Linked DNA regions of Mus musculus: region 2 is linked to region 1. Evidence: chromatin contacts called from public promoter capture Hi-C data. All regions are on one chromosome and are shown on one strand. Each heading gives the region's core, a stretch centred on a gene start, on an enhancer-like site or on the middle of the called end of the contact. The rest is flanking DNA. Distances are from core to core; before and after follow the strand shown. Region 1 holds the start of Klhl2 (kelch-like 2, Mayven). Region 2 holds the start of Ints10 (integrator complex subunit 10).

Evidence for each region. Promoter capture Hi-C pulls out the DNA fragments that hold promoters and counts their contacts.
Region 2: a promoter capture Hi-C map of frontonasal cranial neural crest shows a contact between it and region 1. The contact joins the promoter of Ints10 here to the promoter of Klhl2 in region 1. A contact is called at or near these places in 2 of 39 promoter capture datasets (frontonasal cranial neural crest and pre-B cells).

Annotation. Positions count from the first base shown.
Region 1 is chr8:64,845,699-64,852,597 of GRCm38.p6, forward strand. Klhl2 (kelch-like 2, Mayven) reads right to left here and starts at 4,226. Exons shown (of 15, transcript NM_178633.3): 1 at 3,935-4,226. The coding sequence starts at 3,960.
Region 2 is chr8:68,790,209-68,797,107 of GRCm38.p6, forward strand. Ints10 (integrator complex subunit 10) reads left to right here and starts at 3,721. Exons shown (of 17, transcript NM_027590.4): 1 at 3,721-3,940; 2 at 4,403-4,470; 3 at 6,509-6,612. The coding sequence starts at 3,812.

The DNA of each region.
Region 1 (6,899 bases), core at 2,976-5,475:
CACACACACACACACACACACACACACACACACACACACTATTCTCTACTATCTCCAACATTATATATCTATCTGCCCCTCACTACTCTCATGTCATGTTCCACAATGTTATATCTGGTTACTACCAGTTTGAGCCATGAGATCAAAGATTTTGTTCTGTTTTCTGAGAAATCCCCCCAAATTTAGTCACAGTAAGTATTCAAAAAGTATGAATAAAAAATCTGAACTGAGCCACTGGAATAGTTCAGCAGGCAGAAGCACTTGCCTAGATTCAATCCCCAAGCCCACAGTGTGAAAGGAGAGAGCCAGCTCCTGAAAGTTGTCCTATGACCTCCATATGTGTACATGTGGATACACAAACACACACACACGCATACACACACAAACACAGACACACACGAACACATACACACACAAACACACATACACACACATACACACACATACACACACATACACACACATACACACACAAACACACACAGACACACACACATACACACACAAACACACACATATACACATACACACACATTGCACATAAAATAAAGATTTAACAAAAAAATGTTTAAAGAAATGATAGCTACTCTGCTTCAATATTTATGACTAATGAAGTGAAACCGAGAATGTACTCCAATGGGCTTTATGATAGATGGGCGTACAAACGCTAAACTGCAGGGTTGGCAATTCACCATACTCAATCTCCAAGAGCCCTGGTTCTGCAGGCAAGAGATGCACTACAAAGCATCAAGCTTCAACAAATTACTTTGTTTCTGTGACAAAATAGGGGCAATGAAGCAAGTTTTCACAAACTTACATTTATACTACTAAAGTACTATCCCTTCGGAACCTTCCTTCTATTGGAGAACAGTATTACAATAGCCTTTGATAACTGATAATGACACTTGCTAATAACTCTTCAACAGATACTTCTTGACTTGGCAAAACCAGAAACTTGGCAACTCTATCCTGGACTTGACTTTTTCCTTTAAACAGATCAAAGAAATCCAAAGACCTGAAACCTTTGCTCTGATCCAACCCATCTTTGGAGGACTAAATGCCCTTAGAGCATGGATGGCTAACAAGTTGTCTGGCTGTGTGGTACACCTCTGATGACAGGCATTTCCAGTGATGCAGGATCCCACTGAGAACAGATAAGGTGGCAGCTCAGGCATGATTACGCTGCTGAATGGAGAAAAAGCAAGACCGTAAGGCCAGGAGGAGTAAGACAGCTTGGGGGAAGAAACAAGAGCTAAGAAAACTATTCCAAAAGGGATGTCAAAGGGATCCACACAATCCCAACTTTACAGGCTTTGTCAGCTTAATAATTAGGAAACCCCTTCATGCAAATAACCATAAAGGCTAATATATGAAGAGTACCGCGGAAGTCAAGGCTGTTTAGCTCTCACTCCGTCTGCACAGCCCACTTACCACCTCGAATTCCCTGACTCGTTCATTGATACCTAATTTTCTTGGTTGCACATCTTTCAACCTGTGGTCTTACTATTACCTAGACCTCCAACTGAAACAGAACCTGAATGCCACACATACTCAAGTATGCAAAAAAGACAACTGGAAATACGACATATAGTGGCAATCAATGAGACTTCTCAGAAGATGAGAAAAAGTTGGAGGCAGAGTGGAAAAGGCAGAAATCAAAATGAGGAACTAAGAATGCAGGCAGAGATGCCTACCAACCCTCCAAGACAGCCTAAGGGAAGAAGGGTGAGACCAGAGAACAATGCAGCCTTGACTCTTAGAACAGAAGCCCAGACAAGCATCATGAAAAGTGCCAGGCAGAGACAGGCATCCAAGAATTTGCACACTGAATGAATTACTACACAGACACACAAGAGAATTCTGAGTCTGCTTCCATCCTATTACCTAAGGCCCTTTAAGTCCAGGTCAAACGTCTCTCTTTGCCTTGAAGCTCAGGCTAACACTCAGTGCTTAAAAAGAGGTGAGTGCTCCCAGTGAGTGCTCCTAACCTAGCTCTAGCCAGGAAGCCCCAGCAAACAACTCCCCACCCCCACCCCAAAGACCTCACCTGCAATTGCTTACAGCAGACAGCATGACCCAAGGTAAAAGGGAGTTAAAGGAAACAGACACAAAGAAGCCAGAGGGTAGGAAGCCAAGACCTGTGTGTCTAATCCATAGACACCTAAGCAGCAAGAGCACAGGCTCTAGAAGAGGGCTTGAGTCTTGGACCTACCCAATGCAAATTAAATGTCTTTGTAGCTTTAATTAAGTGCACACAAACAATGCAGAGGTCTTAGCAGCTTTCCAGCGACTGCAAGGCTACAACTGTTTCCTCCTCAGCACCCCGGGATTCCTCCACTACCTCAAGCCTCCAATCTAGTTCCAGAACTACAATCGAAGCAACAATAGCAAAAGAACAGAGCTGCTCATCTTATTCAGTTTTCCGACTTAAACCATTTTCTATGCCTTGGCTTGCTCTAGGGTCTGTTTTCCACACCCATCTTTTTTTCTTCTGAACCTTCATCCTAAGGTCCCCTGGTTCTCTCCAGTTCACTCTGCTTCCAAGGTGGGGGGTGGGGGGGCTGCTAACATGTTTCCCAGGGGGCTCAGGAAGCTTTCCCAACCTTCTGGGGAGCGTGAGCAGATCAGAGCCTCAAAGCTGCCACCATCTGCAAAGCATCTGATCCCTTGCTTTTTCTATCATTTCTATGAGCCCAGAAGGGGCAAGCCAAGACTCACCCACTCTTCAGATCCCCACGACCTGTTCCACTCAAGCTCAAAACACTGCACATACAGAAACTGTGGATCTATCATCCCATGTGATCTCATAAAAGGACTCAAAATACAAAATACAAAAAGAACAAGAAAAAGAAATGTTCAGCCCAAACCAAATATCCTTATTTTAGCTGGAATCCTGCCAAATAGGCACAAGAGGCTGGTGACGACAACGGTGATAGAAGGAAACTGGCTAGCCGAATCTCATTGAAAACCGATAAGGTTCCATGAATCAGATCGAATGAAAAGGTTCACCCTTTTTGGAGAGAGGTTTGTCTGCGGTTTGAAAGTCAGATCCAAAGGACTCTGTACTCCTTCATAAAGGTTAAACTGATGAAGGTGGCGTGGGGTGGGAGTGGGGGTGGGGAGGACGAAACGTTCAAACTCCCGAAGATTTACAGGCCACTTTTTCAAAAAACAAAAATCCTTGTACAGAATAACATCTTCCACATGATTTTTTTCTTTAAAGCTCTTATTTCTAGAAAGTAATTTTGTTGCAGGTGATCTTGAATGCACTTGGGCACCAAGGAAAAAAGACACCTGTGCCTAACAGGTCGGTAACACTACCAACGTGCCCCGGGTACCAAGGGAACGAGAGATGCTCTGATTTCTGGATAAAAGATTTTCTGCAGTGCCAGGTAGGAGATCACATGCCCTAAAACGGCCGCAGCTCATTTGGAGTGATGTAAAAGCTCCTTGGATATTAATTTTATTAGAAATTCCAAGAAGCAAGCAACCTCAGATTGCATTCATTTTAGACTCCAGGCGTCTGGTACTTTCCAGTTTCCTCTCGCTCCCTACTAGCAAGGGGTAGGCGAGATGGGCAGCAGCAGCCCATGCATTCCGGGGAGGGGGGAGGTGGGGTACCGACAGGGCGATCGTAGCCCACCACCACCACCACCACCACTCCCCGCGCGCGCACACCCCGCCAAGCCCCACGCACAGCTCCATCCCGAACGTTCAATTCGCCCCGGGACTAAGAAGCCCCTACCCACGGCCGGCCGGCCTGGCAGAGTCCGGTCCCGCGGTCGCCCCCCGGACTGCGGGCGCCGCGCCCCGTCACGCCCCGCGCCTCCCCTCGCCCGCCACCCCCCGCGATCGCGGCGTGTCCTCCGCAGCGCCGCGCGCCCTCCGCAACCGTACAGCCCTCCGCCGCGCGCCCGGGCGCCCGCTCACTCACGCGGGAGGCAGTGGCGGCGTCTCCATTGTGGCTCCTCGCGGGCTTCAGAACGCAGGCAGCGACCGCCGCCGCCAGCACCATACCAGCCGCGGACGCCGGCACTGTCCGCCCGCCCAGCCCCGTTCCATCCGCCCCGAGGGGGCGCAGCGCTCCTCACCGCGCGCCACCACCTGCGGCGGCGGCCCCCGCGGCCATGGCCCGTCGGCCCCGCGCGCTCGTGTGCCTGGCGCGGCTCCCGCGCTCCCCCGAGTGCCGGGCGGCGACGGCGGCGGCGGCGGCGGCGGGACAGGCGAGCGGGCGAGCGTGCTGCTCGGCCACTTCCGGGTTCTCCCGGCCGGCGCCGGCGCCGTGACGGGCGGGCGCTGCGGCCTCCCGCGGCGGAGGGACCCCTCCCTCGGCGCCGCCCCTTCCTCCGCGGCGTCTGGAGGAGGAGGCGGCGGGCGGACGGGCGAGCGCGCGCCCGCGGGGGAGGGAGTAGACCCGGGGCCGAGGCTGGGAGCTCGGAGGCGGGGAGGGCTCGCGCGGAAGGGGTGCTCTCCGGTGCACCGCTTGCTCTGATTCACCGGTGTGTTCACATCCTTGTCTTGGCGTCCGAGTGCCTCCCCCACCCCCGTGGGGATGCGGGGGAGGGCAGACCATTCACTGCCTTTCCGAAGGGGGAAACCGAGGCAAGACGAGATAGATCGGCCTGACCAGTGTCCCAAGCCCGAAGCTAGCGGGCGTCTTTCCTGGGTGTTCCTAATCTGGTCCTTGGACAACTGAGTTGAGCACCTGCTAGGCTGAGCTTGGGGACGTGACTGAGCAAACGTGGGTCGTTTAGCTTAGCTAGCTGCCCATCTGGACGTGATAAGAGAAACAATGAGCCCAGGATGTCCACTGGGAAGAAGAAGAAACGGCGGTGAGATAGGGCGTGCTGTTTGATGAGGAACGGTCCGGAAGGCCTCTTGGGGTATCAGTTAAACAAAGATGAATTAACATGAACCTTGAACCACTCAAGGGGTGGGTGAATGTCCAGGGCTAAGGCAAAATCAGTGAAGATCCCTGTCAGCAAGATGCCTGTCACATTGAGAAAAGGCAGGAGGGTTCCGAATTCTCCACCAATGCCTGCTAGCGGAAGAAACACCTGGGAACTTAGAGATGGGAATTCTTCAGTTCCACTCCAAACTTACTGTCTAGGCACCCTCGGGGTAGAGCCAGGATTCCAGGCTTGAAGGAAGGCAAGGTCTGAGACTCTCTACTTACTGTAACTGAGGCAGTACTAGACCATTACTGGCCAAATGGTTACCGTTAGTTGTATAAGTGATACACTCGCGGAGGGAAGGGAGCAGGCAAGTTTAGTCTAGCCAAAATACAAAAGAAAGATGGCTGAACTGGAGTCAGAGGGATTGAAAGAAGTGGTCAGATTCTAGATGATAAAGTGCTCAGTAAGAATTCCGATGGATTAGGCTTCAGGAGAAGTAGCGTCCGGAGTGAACTTAAATTTGGAAGTTGACCCATGTAGATCGTATGTACAGTCACAAGACTAGTTGAAATAAGCTCTGTAATGTAGCTACAGAAAAGACCAAGACATGATCCCTGGGCCACTCCAGCATCACACGAACGGAGTGCTTGCCTGAGGGAGCACAAGGCTCCATCCCTAGCACTGCCAATAAGTACTTAAATAAAATAATTGCAAAAGTGTTGGTGTGTGCTTATAATCCCCGCACTCAGGAGGCCAAGAAAGGGTGCTCAGTGGTGACTTGTTTTAATAAAGAAAATATGCCTTGCCGTGATTAATATCTCTGCATCGTTAGGCCATTACTGATTTGCCATGCGGAGGGCCTGCATGATGACTTCCTTATGGCTCAGACAGATCCATCACTAATAATACTTCCTTAGGATTCGTGATGGATCTGTCTGAGCCATAAGAAAAGTTCCTGCTTTATAAAGCAAAAGTCGGATGAGAAAGTGGATGTGAAGCACATACAAGCTCACTAGCAAAAGGTAAGCCTGGTACAGAATGAGTTCGAAAACTATGCCTTAGCAACCTAGTTGGACTCTGTCTCATAACAAGTTGAAATAAATTAAAGAGGGGGCTATGGCTCAGTGATAGTGCCTGGCAAATACATAGCTCTGGATTCAATCGCAGCATTGAAAAGCAATAATAATAATAATAATAATAATAATAATAATTTCTAAAGGGTGTGTCAGTGTGCGAGGCACATACTTTGAGTCATAGCCCCCATTAGATCTTCCTCTGGTTCATCTTTGTCCATCACAATTTTCTGCTAATATTCTAAATGTCTATTTTTTTTTATCACCACTCCATTTGTAGAAGTAAACCCAGAAGAGTGCTTATTTTTGTGATGTTCACACAATCATGCAGGTGCCCAAGGAGGCCAGAAAAGTAGATTGGGTTACCTGGAGATGTAATTACAAGTATTTGTAAGCCACCCAATACGGATGCTAAGAATCAAAACCCCAGCTTGCTATAAGAATAGCAAACATTCTTAATGGTTGAGCCATATTTCCAGACCCCTGATTTTTCAAGATGCCCCCACCCCCCGTCAAGGGATGAAACTGTATAAAACTGCATTTATTTGTTCAATGCTTGTAAAATAAAACAGTCCCTAAGACACTAGAAGCTAAAATTAATGTGACATCGCCAGAATGGATTGCTTGCAAAGAAGATGGCACACACAGGTGAGCCAGCCCTTGGCAGTATCAGTGTCAGGAATGACTTAACTGAATTGAAATTGGATGTTTCAGTAGAGTTAGTGTCAGGATGTGGCAGGCAGAAACTTGGTGTCACAGCAAGGATCACAGGGCTGAGAAAGCCACTGTGAGGAAAAGACTCCATGCCTCTGTAGAACATCAAACGTCGTGTATTGGAAACCCCCTCCACCAAAAAGAAAGTACAAGAAAGAAAGAAAAATCACTCATTTAAAAACAGATAAGCTGTGGACTAGGGAGATAGTTCAGTCAG
Region 2 (6,899 bases), core at 2,471-4,970, 3.9 Mb after region 1:
ATAGAACCTAGTGGGGAAACCCCCACTCAATTCCCAATTCGGTGTGCACCCAAAGAATCACGAAAAGGCCTTGATGTAATTACACGGGGTAGTTTAATGACGGAGCTCCGGACCGACATGCATCCCACACAGGAGATAATGGATGTTAGCCACGAGGCTCAGAAGCTAGGGTTTTTTATGGGGTAAGGGGCTTAGGGGTGTGGAATTCAGCATAGCAACACACTATTGACTTATTCAAACATCAGCAGAAAAATTACATGTACGTGCAGGGTGTCAGAGTTCTGTGAGTTGTTGACTCAGTTTAGATAGCCCTGTTATGTCCTCACATTCCTCTTATCTTTATGGTCAAGATGTTCCCAGGAATGTTTTAACTGTGGAGTATTCCCGGGTTTGTTTTTCTTTATTCTCAGCCCCAGGCAGCCTCTAGGCTCACAAACAACCAGCAATTTCTGAGTACTTTGTATGACTTACAGGTCTTGAAATTTCATCTTTCTTTCAACTCTAAAGCCAAAACTTTGTTGTCAAAGCTGACAAGGTCTCGATCTTGCTAGGGGTAGAACTTGACCTCCTTCTTCAGATACATACATTTTCACCAGTTTTCTGGTTTTGATGTTTACTTAGCTGCTTAAGCTTTTCTTTAATTTTAAATTTAATTTCCCACAATTGGAAGCTCAGCTGGGTAGAGTCTTGCCTGGAAGTCACCATTCCCTTTATTTCATTTAGCATTAGGCCTTTCTTTAAACTTCTTAATCTCCTTGGGCACTAAACTTAGCTCCATTACACTTTTTGGTGCTCGTTTCCTCCTCAAACTGTACATTTTATATTATTTCTTTCGCAGCTTTCTCTTTTTCATTATAGATCTGTATAAGAGTGACTTCTAATAACACAACAGAGTCAATACTAAGCTGTCTTGAAATCTCCTCTCCCAACACCATTAATCTAAAACTCTCCAACTTAGCCTCAGATAGATTTATTTTTTCAGACAAGGGCAGAAAGCAGCTACATTCTTCACCAACAACTATCTTTAGTCTACTTACTAACATTCTTCTCTGAAGCCCCTTGAGCTCACCTGTCATAACGGGCATCTTTCAGCACTACTGCCTTTGGTGCTCCTTGTAGTATGTCCCATTAAAACCCAGTCAAAGTGTTCAACTGCTTTTCTAGTCCAAAGTTCGAACATTCCACCAACACGCAGTATGGTCAAGCCTGTCACAGCAATACCCAACTCCTGGCACCAACTTCTGTCTTAGTGTTCTATTGCTGTGAAGAGACACCAATGCCAAGGCCAACTCTTATAAAGGAAACATTTTAATTAGGGCTGGCTTACAGTTTCAGAGGTTTAGTCCACTGCCATCATGGCAAGGAGTATGGCAGCATGTAGATAAGCTGCTCAAGAAGTAGCTGAAAGTTCTACATCCTGATCTGCAGGCAGCAGGAAGAGTGAGACTCCAGCCAATGACACACCTCCTTCAAGAGGACCACACCCCCTAATTTTTTTCAAATAGTTCCATTCCCTGGTGACCAAGGATTCAAACCAATGAGCCTGTGGGGACCATTCTCATTCAAACCACCTGTGAATTTTCAGAACTCCTATTCCCTCTTTGGTCTCTCTCTCTCTCAGATTTATTTATTATTCTATGTAAGTATACTATAGTTGTCTTTAGACACACCAGGAGAGGGCACAGATCTCATTACGGATGGTTGTGAGCCACCATGTGGTTGCTGGGATTTGAACTCAGGACCTTCAGAAGAGCAGTCAGTGCTCTTAACTGTTGAGCCATCTTTCCAGCCCCTTTGGTTTCTCTTTTTTGTTCTTTGCCTTGTTTAGTCTGACACTGCCTACATAAACCAGGGTGGCTGAGCCATCTTTCCAGCCTCTTTGGTTTCTCTTTCTGTTCTTTGCCTTGGTTAGCCTGACACTGCCTAAATAAACCAGGGTGGCCTTGAAGTGACAGAGGTCCACCTGCCTCTGTTCCAAGTACTGGTATAAAAGGTTTGAGCCACTATGGCCAGCTAAATTTTCAGACTTCCTTTAAAAATTCAGGATAACCAAACTTGAGTTTGACATTTTTTGGTGTTTTACCTAAAACGACACCCCTCTGTCTCTGCACTTTTTGAATCAGCACACTAATTCACCACAAATTTTTACTACTTGTTTATAAATTATTCATTAGCAAGCCTGTATTTTTACATTTCTATAAATAAGATCGATATAAAACAATAAAGGAACTTAAAAGAAAGTTCATTCAAAGCTTAATATGAATGAGATGGTTTGGCCAGGTCTCACCTTGCCTTGGATGATATGTTCACGGTAGGGAAGCCACCTGAGCTTCTAGGATCACAGAACAAAAGAGAGCAACAGATCAATGCATTTGCCAGCATAGACATCGGGTAGCTGGGCTAGAGAAAGGTTGGGAAACCTCTTCCATAAAGACCAGGTATTATTTCATTCTTAACTTGAAGGTTACTGGAGCTTCAAGTCTTCCAGGCTTAAAGATCCCTCCTAAAAAGCTTATCTGGAAGAAGACAGTTAGGTCAGATATCAGAGATGATGTAGATGTTTATTGCCCCAAATAGTTTTGTTTCGTAGCCTATGTCCCTTCTCTTCACAAATAATCTTTGACATAAACAAAGCTTCATCCAAGAACTGCAATTCACTATTGTAATGTTTATATTCATATTTATTTTTAATATCTGTATTTTTTACTTAAATAAGTAAATTCCTAATTTCTTTGTTAAAGAAAAAAAAATTAATCAGAACAGGCACATGTCCTTAATTCCAGCACTTTGGAGATGGAAGTCAGGAATCAGGAGTTTAAGATCATCCTCGTATACTTGCCAAGTTTAAGGTCAGCTTGGGCCATGACCGAATGTCTCAAAGGAAAAAAGAAAAGAAAACCAGCTCTGAATTCTTCGATGTCCTGGTTTTAAGTGGCAAATGATGGCTACAGTTGATAGGAACTATATACAAACACCTATAAGAAATATATATATATACATGCACTTAGACGGAAAACCAAAGCTAGCAATTCACTTTCCGGACACTTCCAATTCAATAAATGAATATTGCCTTGTCAACAGAACAGGGGGACTGTTTTGTTATTGTGGTTGTTCAAATGCAAAACCAAAGCCAGGATTTCGGTACCGATTTATACTGCAGCTATTTTCCATTGTTCAAATGATCAAAGTTTTTTTGTTTTTTTTTTGTTTTTTTGTTTTTTTTTGTTTTTGTTTTTGTTTTTTTTTTTAACTCTTGCAGAGCAGGTGGTTCGGACATCCAGCCGAGCATCTTCTAAATGCTAATTTTTCCGTATAGGAGAAAAAGAATAAGATTCAGGCGAAATAATGCCTGGGGCAGGGGCAAAGATGTTGGCAAAGCTCAAAAGCAACAGGCGATCCAGGGTCTTTCCGCATGCGAGGGTGGGGTCGTCTTGCACAGTCCAGGCCCAGCCCTCCGCGACACTTCGAAACTACACCTTAACCCTGGGCACCAGGTTTATTTACACCGAAGGACCGCCGCTCCGTGTCTGAGCGTGTCGCGGACCTTCAAACCCGGGCTGGAATCAAAGGAGAACGCAAGAACCTGGAGCACAGGGTTGCCGACTCTGACGCTTACTCCCAGGCGGTCAGCGGCGCGCTACCATCGACGGATGGCAATCCGAGTAATGAAAATCCAGGTCTCCGTAGTTTCCATAGGACTCTACAGAACCTCTGCGGCCTGTGGTTGGCTGGTCTCTGGGCATGCGCAGTGGCCACCTGGGGGTTGGCGGCGCCCTAGTGTCGCCTACTGGAAGGGCAAAAACCCGGGACCATGTCGGCCCAGGGCGACTGTGAGTTTCTGGTGCAGCGAGCCCGGGAACTAGTGCCCCAGGACCTGTGGGCAGCCAAGGCATGGCTGATCACGGCCCGCAGCCTCTACCCGGCCGACTTCAACATCCAGGTGAGTCAGACCCGGCGCGTCCGCACGCGCGGAAGAGAGCGTTTGGCCGAGCCCAGTGGCCCTGGGCGCTTTGCGCGGCCGCTGTCCCCCTCCCCACGTTGCTCCTACCCTGCTCCACAGGACAGTTGACCAACCTTTTCCCCAGCACCTGCAAAGGCGGAAACCATACAGTAAATCCGGGTCTGGTTGATCCTGTACAGTGCATCTTTGCCACTAGGGCCCAGGGCATTCATTCATTGATCATGGTAGCAGCCATCTGTTCAGTTGCTGCTTCTTTGGGGACGTTTCTACTCCACTTGATCCTAGAAGCCCTGCAGATGGGGTGAATTCTGGGCCACCAGGCTCTCATTTCCCTTCGTGGGTGTTCTGGGTGAAGGCCCACCTCTGAGCAGTGCTGCAGGTGGGCTGGAGCTGGACCAGCTACCACCGTGGAAGCCGTTGACCCTGTCTGCCTTGTTTCAGTATGAAATGTACACCATCGAACGGAATGCCGAGAGGACTGCCACCGCAGGGAGGTTGCTGTATGACATGTGAGTTAACTGGGATCGTTCTGGGAGCTATTGTTGATATCTGAAGGGGTCCTCTTCAGATATGAACAATTGATAGTAGCAGTCGGGGCTCTGCAAGATCATCCTCTTCCCTGGTACCCAGAATTCAGGCCTTAATTGCCAACAGGCGTTCTACAGAGACGACTTTTTAATTCTTGTATTTTAATCCCCAAATTTGTAGCCAGTGATTTATCATAGGCTCATTACAAACATTCAGACAGCAATTGATAGAATGAAATGTGAAATCCCTTCTAACCCAGAGCTAAGTTTTGTGTGTCTCCATATGTATACATACATACACTGGGTAGCTGATAAAAGCGAGGCCATTCTACCCTGAAGTGTACTTTCATAACCCGCTGTTGTGGACCCTCTGGGTCTAGTCTATAGAGACAACTGATGTTCTTAATGGCCATGTATCATTTTCTGGGTGCATGGTTAATTTCCAATTTATTTATGTTTGGAATGTCAGTGAGTAATTCTGCACCCATATTTTGATGTTTTGTAGCTAAGGGATATGTACAATTCATCATCTATCAAATTACTCTTTAAAAAGGATAGCCTAAATATCTGTTTCCACAAATTATATATATGTATGTATATATATATATATATATATATATATATATATATATATATACATATATATTTATATGTGTATATATATGAATTGGCAGTTTTCCACATTTTTGCCAACCTGTATATGTTCATCTCCTCCACCACCACCACCCCTGTTTTTCCTTTTCTTCCTCATGAGACAGAGGAACCTCACTTTATTGGGCAGGGTAGTGTTGAACTCAGACCCACTTGTTCCTCTTTTCTTAGCTGGGACAGAGGCTATGCCGCCACACCCCACCTGTATCATGGGGAAAATGATATCTTACTATATCATTGTTTCTTTTTTTCCCCCGAGACAGGGTTTCTCTGTATAGCCCTGGCTGTCCTGGAACTCACTCTGTAGACCAGGCTGGCCTCGAACTCAGAAATCCGCCTGCCTCTGCCTCCCGAGTGCTGGGATTAAAGGCGTGCGCCACCACCGCCCGGCTACTATACTGCTGGTGCCCCTCATACGAGTGTCGCTGCGACTGTTCTCTTTGGTTATTTCTGGCCTGTGGTTTACCTTTGTGAGTTTTGTTCTTGTTTTTCTTGTTGTTTTTAATAGAGTGTTATTTTTTTCTGTTGCTGTGACTGATAGAAAGCAGCTCAGAAAGGAAGGGTGTGTCCTGACTCAGGTTTTAAGGATACAGTCCATCCTGGTGGGGAAGGCATAGCAACAGGAGCTGGAGCTGACTGGTCACAGTGTAAACGGGTGAATGCATGAAGGCTCTTGGCTTGCTTTTGTTTTCTCTTTCTGAGACCACGTCTTTTGTGTCCTCTAGATTGCTGTGGGTTCAGATTTATTAAAGTATCTGAGGCCAGGAAGTGGTGGCGCACACCTTTAATCCCAGCACTTGGGAGGCAGAGGGAGGTGGATTTCTGAGTTCGAGGCCAGCCTGGTCTACAGAGTGAGTTCCAGGATAGCCAGGGCTACACAGAGAAACCCTGTCTCGAGAAAAGAAAGAAAGAAAGAAAGAAAGAAAGAAAGAAAGAAAGAAAGAAAGAAAGAAAGAAAGAAAGAAAGAAAGAAAGAAAGAAAAGAGCCGCTCCCCCCCCCCCAAAAAAAAAGTATCTGAGGATGACCTTGAACCTCTGATCTCATGCCTTTATGTCTCAAACACTGTGACTACTGGCATTCACCGCCACACCTGTGCTGTAGAATACAGGATTGGAACCCAGGGCTTTGTGCATGATAAGCAATCAGTCTAACTGAGCTACATCTCCAGCCCCTCATTCACAACAATGTCTAAAGATTTTTATGAGTACTCTCAAATTTTTCAAACTGATAGATTATTTTTGTGTATTTCTATCCTTTGTTCAGACATATGTAATCATTCACCTAAAGAAAAATGGGTTTCTCTAAATGCTATTGTTCTTCCTTGTTTGAGTTTCACATCTTACTTTAATGCATTCATTTTAAAAACAGGTTTGTGAATTTCCCGGACCAGCCGGTGGTATGGAGAGAAATCAGCATCATCACGTCAGCATTGAGGAACGACTCACAAGATAAGCAGACCCAGTTCTTACGGAGTGAGTACAGTTCCGGTCTAATTATAAATGGCCACTTCTGGAATAGTGCGTCTGCCACAGGCATCTCAGTCACACCTGTCATAGTGAAACCCACTTTACTTTTTATTCTAGGCAATGAAAGTCCACAGTGATATTAACTGGTCCTTTTATCATTTACTTAGAACACTTTGTGCCTGTGTGATAGTCATCTGTCAATGAGATCAGAAGGTTGAGTGTATTTTGAACATATTTTACATATTTCTGATGATGAAAACGTCTATAGATAATGTCTTAGTTAGGGTTTTACT